Linked DNA regions of Zea mays: region 2 is linked to region 1. A link is a contact called in public Hi-C data. All regions are on one chromosome and are shown on one strand. Each heading gives the region's core, a stretch centred on a gene start, on an enhancer-like site or on the middle of the called end of the contact. The rest is flanking DNA. Distances are from core to core; before and after follow the strand shown. Region 1 holds the start of LOC100384238. Region 2 holds the start of LOC103643291 (14-3-3-like protein GF14-C).

The links. A called contact is a pair of places that touch in the nucleus more often than the background predicts.
Region 2: a Hi-C map of leaf shows a contact between it and region 1, with 4 times the contacts expected there. The contact joins the promoter of LOC103643291 here to the promoter of LOC100384238 in region 1.

What each region holds. Positions count from the first base shown.
Region 1 is chr1:219,609,554-219,613,212 of Zm-B73-REFERENCE-NAM-5.0, reverse strand. It overlaps LOC100384238, which reads left to right and starts at 1,653. Exons shown (of 4, transcript XM_008647831.4): 1 at 1,653-3,501; 2 at 3,586-3,659. The coding sequence starts at 1,970.
Region 2 is chr1:219,786,185-219,789,843 of Zm-B73-REFERENCE-NAM-5.0, reverse strand. It overlaps LOC103643291 (14-3-3-like protein GF14-C), which reads left to right and starts at 1,927. Exons shown (of 6, transcript NM_001112207.2): 1 at 1,927-2,106; 2 at 3,156-3,568. The coding sequence starts at 3,177.

The sequences.
Region 1 (3,659 bases), core at 404-2,903:
CGACGGCATCAACAAGAATACCGTAAGAAAGGATGCGAACAACGACAACAACCTTCTGCAGAGCAGAGAGACCAAGCTCCCCAGCACAATTTGGGCGCTGAACGAAGTAAAGATCGACTTGTTGCACAACATCAACGAGGCACTAAAAAACATGGCGACGCATGCGAAACCTACAGGTAAACGAGAGTGAATGTTAGGTTTGATCATGTGAGCTAAACTTAAGAAAGAATATGGGTAAGAAAAATATGAGATACCTCCTTCAGAATTGAGCATCCGTGTACACGGGTTATGCACAGAAGTAGTCGGCTCGAATCTTGGCATCACCACTGATATGGTCACGATGGATCCGAACTCGACCGGGAATCGAACCACCATGACAACGCTCGTTGTGTGCACGACGCCTCGTAAGGTGCAGGTATGTCGCAACCTCCAACTCTTCTTTTTCCTCTTCCATTTCTTGCGCCATCCTTGAGGAGAACATTGGATTGTAAGTACGGGTTCATGTTGTGGTGATTTAGTACTGGAGTGGGGAGTGAAGTCTTGAAGCATGGGTGCTTACTTATACAACGAATTGGCTTCGGGGTGAAGCCAAAGTGGCGGCGTCCTGAAGAAGCCAGTCCATGGCTTGTGCAAGAAGTGTGGTGTCTTATGGTGCAAGCTAGTTTATCTGCAAAAGGAAGCTAGTTTATCTACCAAAGAATAGTTCGCTATGCTAGAAACCCGATTTCGTTTAACCGTCAGCAAATACAGATACGAACAGATAAATCGGATTGCATTTTACAGTTACCAAAATCTGATCCCCCTCCCCCCGAATTCAATATGTTTATTTTGTGACGTATAGATTCAGAAAACTTTTTTTTAAAATAATAAACACTATTTCGTTGGTGACATATTTTAATTACGTTGAAATCAAAATAAAACAAAAAAAACAATAAAGAAATGGAGAAAAAAATCTGTTAACACTGTAGTTATAGATTACCAAATTTAGGGAGACATTGTTGAAGACTGAGAAGATATAGATGGCGGGATCTTTTAGAGTGCTATGTAAAGGACAAAGAATAATCCTTTAGGTGACAAAATTTAGAGGATATTGCTGAAAACAGTCTAAGTAAAATTATATTTATACAGAAGAGACCCGATATCTAAGTGAGTATTTGAATGCACGAACTAATAGTTAGCTGCTAAAATTAGTCTAGACATCCAAACAATCTAGCTAACATTTCAGTTATTAACTACTATTAGCAAATTATGTAATAGTTAGCTAGACATTTATAACTATTATCCCTGATGCATTCCAACACCCTCAAGTGTGTCCCAAAGTGTAGGGCTCCGGCCCTTACGGTGAGCCCTTTGCCGCAAGTTGGGCGGTTCTTGATCTATTCCTTTTGTCATACTAGCGCACTGCGATCAAAGAGTCCACTCAGTCTCAACTAACCAACCACGAGGACGAAACCAGACACAGAACCCAGGCGATAATGACACATGGTCTCACAAATACGAGTCAAATGCCTGCAGCAGCCAGGCCGGAGTCTTGTGAACCTGCACTGCACATGCTTGGTGCCCAGCCTTCCAAGGCATGCACTCCAGACCAGTCCAGTCCAGGGCTGCCAACCATACACAACAACAGACTGGATATCCATACATCACCAAATTGCTTCACAAGATTACCATCATATATATCAGTTATTACCAGGACACAAAATAGCCGATAACGGATTTGGAACCGATGATGAACAATGACACACGGTTATAGCAGCTAGCAAGAGAAGAGAACCATTTGCCGCACTGTACATAGCCTGGCGAGGTGGTTGTACGTACGTACTCTTGGCAGGTGAGGTTCCTTGGAGTGGTGTTAAAGCCTGCACAGGTGGATGGGCAGCAAATGGAGCTCCTCGTCCTCGTGCGACAGACAAAGGAGGAGAGCTTCTCCCTCTCTCTCTCTCTTTCTCTCTAGCTGCCCGACTCATGAATGATCGATCAGCAGCGAAAAATGGGCCTGGCGGTGAAGCGCGTCTTCCTCCTCGTGCTCCTCCTGCTCAGCTTCGAGGTCCTGGAGGGGGCTCTCCTCCGCCTCGTGACCCACGAGGTCAGTGCCGTGGCAGTGACCCGTGATGCCGGTCCTGGGTTCGTCTCCAGGTTCAGGATGCTGCTGGCAGGACTGGACCGTCATGGGTCGCGACACCCACACCGGAGACATCGAAAGGGTTCTGCACCTGCAGCTCCAGCACCTGCACCGGCACCGGCACCGGCACCGGCACCGGCACCGGCACCGGCTCCAGCACCGGTTCAGGTTCAGGAAGGAAGAGCTGCTCCGACTCCGACTCCCGCTCCTCCTCCTCCTCCTCCCCACGAGAGCCATAGACTAAGAAACCCCAGCCACATTGCCCCAGTGAGGAGCGTGGCGCGCAGGCTGGGAGGTGGAGGTCACGCCAGGCTCCCCACAGCTGCCGTCGTCGCCCTGGCTGTTGCCGGAGCGTGTCTGCTTCTCCTCGGAGTTGCAATGGCGGCAGCAGCAGCAGCAGCGTCACTCAGGCGATCGAGGAAGCTCCACAAAAAGCCCTTCAAGCTGTTCTCTCATGGATCGAGAGCTCACAGGCCAACTTGTGTCACCGTCAAGGTTAGCTCGCATCCTAGTGCAGATCTGCTTTGCCCGGCCTCTGCTGTACAGTCCCAGGACTACCCATCCCTCAAGGAATCTACAGAGTCTAAGACCTTACCTGTTCTTCCCACTCCATCAATAAGTGCAGAGCTGATCATAGGCGAATACGCTCTGAAAACCAGCACCAACTTGCAGTCTGATGAAGCTGCTGATGACTCCTTCCGCTCGTTGCCCTCTTCTCATTCATCAGGTGCCTCCATTACGGAGTCGCCACTGCAAATCTGTGATAAACCTATCACAGATCCGTCTCCGCCCGATTCACCTTCTAGCTCATCGTACCGATCACTGTCACCAGACTGTAGATCTCCTTTCTGCCCAAAGACCACTTTCACAGCTCCTAGTGCCATTTGCCATCTTCCAGAAAACCAAAACGAGGAGAAAACTGCAACGGCTACTGACAACTCAGGACATCCTGAAGCTCTAAAGGTCGAGCAGGCCAATGCAAAGATCAGGTATCTACCGTCAGGATGTAATTCCAATTCCTGTGCTTCAGAGGCCACACCCTCCGAAACAAATCCAGCGTCCAGGGTTTCAAATACAGACGTCAATTTAGATCCAAAGGAATCGATGCGGAACGAAGCAAAGTCCAAAGCGCCCGGAGCAACAAGTACGCCCAAAACACCACCACCCCCTCCACCGCCAACCAAGCCTACTTCAAGTCTTAATAAAGGCCAGAGCTCTGGCCAGCCTCCGTTGCCACCTCCACTGCCGGTTCAGTTACAAGTCGGCACAGATGGGTTACCCCTTCCAAGGCTGAAACCTCTGCACTGGGACAAAGTAAGGGCAGCTCCAAACCGCTCAATGGTGTGGAATGACATTAAGTCCAATTCCTTTGCGTTTGAGTAAGCTACAAAAAATGATTCCCATCTAGATTGTCATTTCATCTCCTATTATTATTACATCTTACAACAGCATACGTTATGCAGATTTGATGAACAGATGATCGAGTCATTGTTTGCATACAACTTTCAAGGGCAAACAAAAAACGAGGACCCCAAGA
Region 2 (3,659 bases), core at 678-3,177, 180 kb before region 1:
CGGCGGCGGTTCCCTCGGGCGTGCAAGTGGCAGCGTTCCTGGGGGCCAGCGGCGGTACCGCCCTGAGGCGGGTGACCGACGACGGCGCTCCACTAGGAACGAGCGACGACGACGCTCTCGAGGTGGGCGGGCAAGCGGTGACGGCGCTCCCGAAGCGGGCGGGCGGCGGCGGCGCACCCTAGGCCCGGTGGCAACGCCGGTTGCGCGAGGCGCGGTAGGCGTCGGCAGTGGCGACGGTGGCCACAAGGGACGTGGGTCGCTCCCGCGGTCGCACGAGGCGCGATCGTCTCTGGCGATGGCGACCACGCAAGGCGTGGGTGGCTCTGGCGTCCTTCGACGACCAACTCTTCCAATCCGGTGGCTTTGGCGACGACCTTTGATCTATCGGCCTCAGGATCGTCCTCCGGCGACGAACTATCCGATCCATGTTTATGCCATCGATGATTATGTTTTATGCCTGCTGCTTACACTATTTATGCATTCCAGTGTTTTTTACGACGATGAATACGATTTTATGTTGCCATAAAATTGTCCCTAATTCCCGTGGTGTTGTTAGTTGAACTGATATTAGTTTTTTATCAATTATGCTACACGGTGTATGTATTTATGTGACTTTGTATATGAATTTATGCTCTGCATGAACCATGTCATCCTATTTTTTTTTGCATGCGTGCAGTTGAAACGAAAATATCATCCAAAATTTTCGCGCATGCAATGGAATCTCCAACGACCTGCCATAATTTTTGGATCCACATAAAAATAGAAACCGCATGGATGCGACTCCCAAACTTTTCGAAACTACCATAAAAATAGGATCGTGAATATAACCCACCAGAGATATCAACCTCTCACATTGGCTCGGTATTTACGCTTATAACTGAGTGGTTTTATGCTCAAAACTTAAGATTTTTACGCTCGAACCTGGAGATGCGTCCATCAGTGAACCACATGCCAGTTTTATAACGAGTGGGGGCAACAATCCTATTTAAAACGAGAAGGAATTATTCAATCATAGGCACTCATCTCTAAGAGTTTCAGTAGAGCATCCATTTTGGTTCATTGAAGAGAAGATTTAAAATTCTTGATGATGCTACACAATTCTCTAAAATTGTGGTTGGATATTGTATTATTCACAACTGGGTGATACAGGATGGAGGAGATGAATTTATCATTCCTGGGAGTGAGGAATTGCCTACCATTAATCATCAACACATCTTCGCATAGATAAACAATGTAACATGCCATTATGATTAACTTCAAGCAGGAACTAGTCAATGCTATGTGGGAAGACTATAATGCAAACACTATTTGATTTTTATGTATTTTCTATTGCTATGTGACAAGGTGTATAGACATGTAGCTTTTATTTGTATGGACATGTATCTTGCTGAAATTTGGACATATATCTTTTATTCGTATGGATATGAACTACACTGAATAATAATATGGACATGAACTACACTGAATAATAATATGGCGGAGATACCCGCGGGGACCCATTAAACTTATATATGATGATGTTTTCATTTAATATATAATGATAAAAATAAATAATTACAATATTAAAAGATAACTTGTTGTATAACTATGTTTATTTTGATGTACATATAATGATTTCTAACATCTGACAATGTGTATATATGAATGTTTTGTATTAATAACAAAAAAAATATGTCATAATTATAATTTAAATAAGGACGGGGATTCAGATGGGGATTTATCCTCCGCGAGAAATAGTGATGGGAAAGAAATATCTTTCACAAAAGTTCGTGAGGATCCTTGTGTAGAATTTTTTTTGTCAGGAGGACAAGTATGGCCGTATGGGAAGCCAAAATCCAACGGAAATTCCCAGTTGCCATCGGATCATCTCTCTACTACGACAAATGGGTCCCACTAGTGTGCCGCACCCGCAGGCCACCACGGCCTGCGCGAGGGGTGTCGGTGTGGGCTCTTGGAGTCGCCGTGGCGCCGTGACATTGGCTCGCTGACCGTAGCCTGCCGCTCGCATCCCGCTATAAAAGCTCCCCACGCTGCTTCGCCATGCCCCAGGCCCACCGCTAGCATCCGCAGTTCCCCCGCGCCCGAGACGCAACCCCGCGCCAGGAGGTTAGGGTTCCCGATGTTTCTATTTTTTTCTGAGAAATTAATGTTGCGTGCTTTCAAGATTGCTGTCCTTCCTGATCTAGTTGCGTGTTTGTTCTACGGGAGATGCGGAGTGCTGCGACGCCTTATTTATTTATTTTCGGTTGGTGTTCTGCGATGTGGCGAGATCCGCTTTGTGCTCGGTGCCTTTGTTCGAGCTAGATCCGCCAGATCCGAGGCTTCGAGCGAACGTGACGCCTAGATCCGCCTGATTTGGGAATAATTTGGTGCGAGGACCGGCTGTTGATGAGCTTTTGGGTTTACGTTCCCCTTTTGGGGTTAGGAACCGTATCTGTTACGGGCTTGGAGCGGGGACACGGATGGTTGAATGTGGAATTTGTTGAGTGAAGTAGTGTCTGCATGAGGTGGATATTTGATTTGTATGTACAAGTGCCTTCACGGCTAGTATATTAAAGGTAGTTCTCTCTGTTGCTGCTAGGTGCTGGATGTGATTTCTGGATTTATGTAGTTCGGTGCGTCGGATTTTGGTCCATTTTTTACCTGTTGATCTGGTGTTTTGAATGATGATGGCATTATATAAATTTGTCAAGATCTGGCTGGTCCTTTCCAGTGATCCGTTAGGCTGTAGTTTGAATCAGTTATTTCTGTCTGATTGCTTAATTTGATGGATTTGGGGATCATAAGGGAATGAGCAAATTGCTTAATTAGATGGATTTGGGAATCATAAGGGAATGAACAGATCATATTATCTGCTTTGTGTGGGTTCTGTTATTGCAATTTTTGAACCTGGACGTGGGTACTCTGGTACTAAGCTACTGTTGGATTAGATGGTGCTTCTTGGTGTTGCTGTATTACAGTTTCAATTGGGTTTGTATGAAATATTTCTCGGAAATTATATCAATAAGCTTGTTCCTATAAAAAAATATGGAGCAGCTTAATGGATTAAGTCAGAGTTTAGTGGCCAGCCATGTACCTTTCCCATATAATAATTTTAGTTGACATTTTTTTGTACTGTTTGTAGGCAATGCCTTATCAGTTCCCTTTTGTTGCAGTAAGTTTGTTCTTTTATCGATATGGCGAGGGAGGAGAATGTCTACATGGCCAAGCTGGCTGAGCAGGCCGAAAGGTATGAAGAGATGGTTGAGTATATGGAGAAGGTGGCTAAGACTGTAGATGTGGAAGAGCTCACTGTTGAGGAGCGTAACCTCTTGTCGGTCGCATACAAGAATGTGATTGGGGCTCGCCGTGCTTCATGGCGCATTGTCTCTTCTATTGAACAGAAGGAGGAGTCCCGTAAGAACGAAGAGCATGTGAACCTTATCAAGGAATACCGTGCGAAGATCGAGGCTGAACTGAGCAATATCTGTGATGGCATCCTGAAGCTGCTTGACTCCCACCTAGTGCCTTCTTCTACTGCTGCTGAATCAAAGGTCTTCTACCTCAAGATGAAGGGTGACTATCACAGGTTGGGAAGGGTGCACTGCAATATAACGATGTGCAACCATATCTGTATAATCTGAAGAAACCAACCAGATTTCTTAACCTTCCCGTTCTTA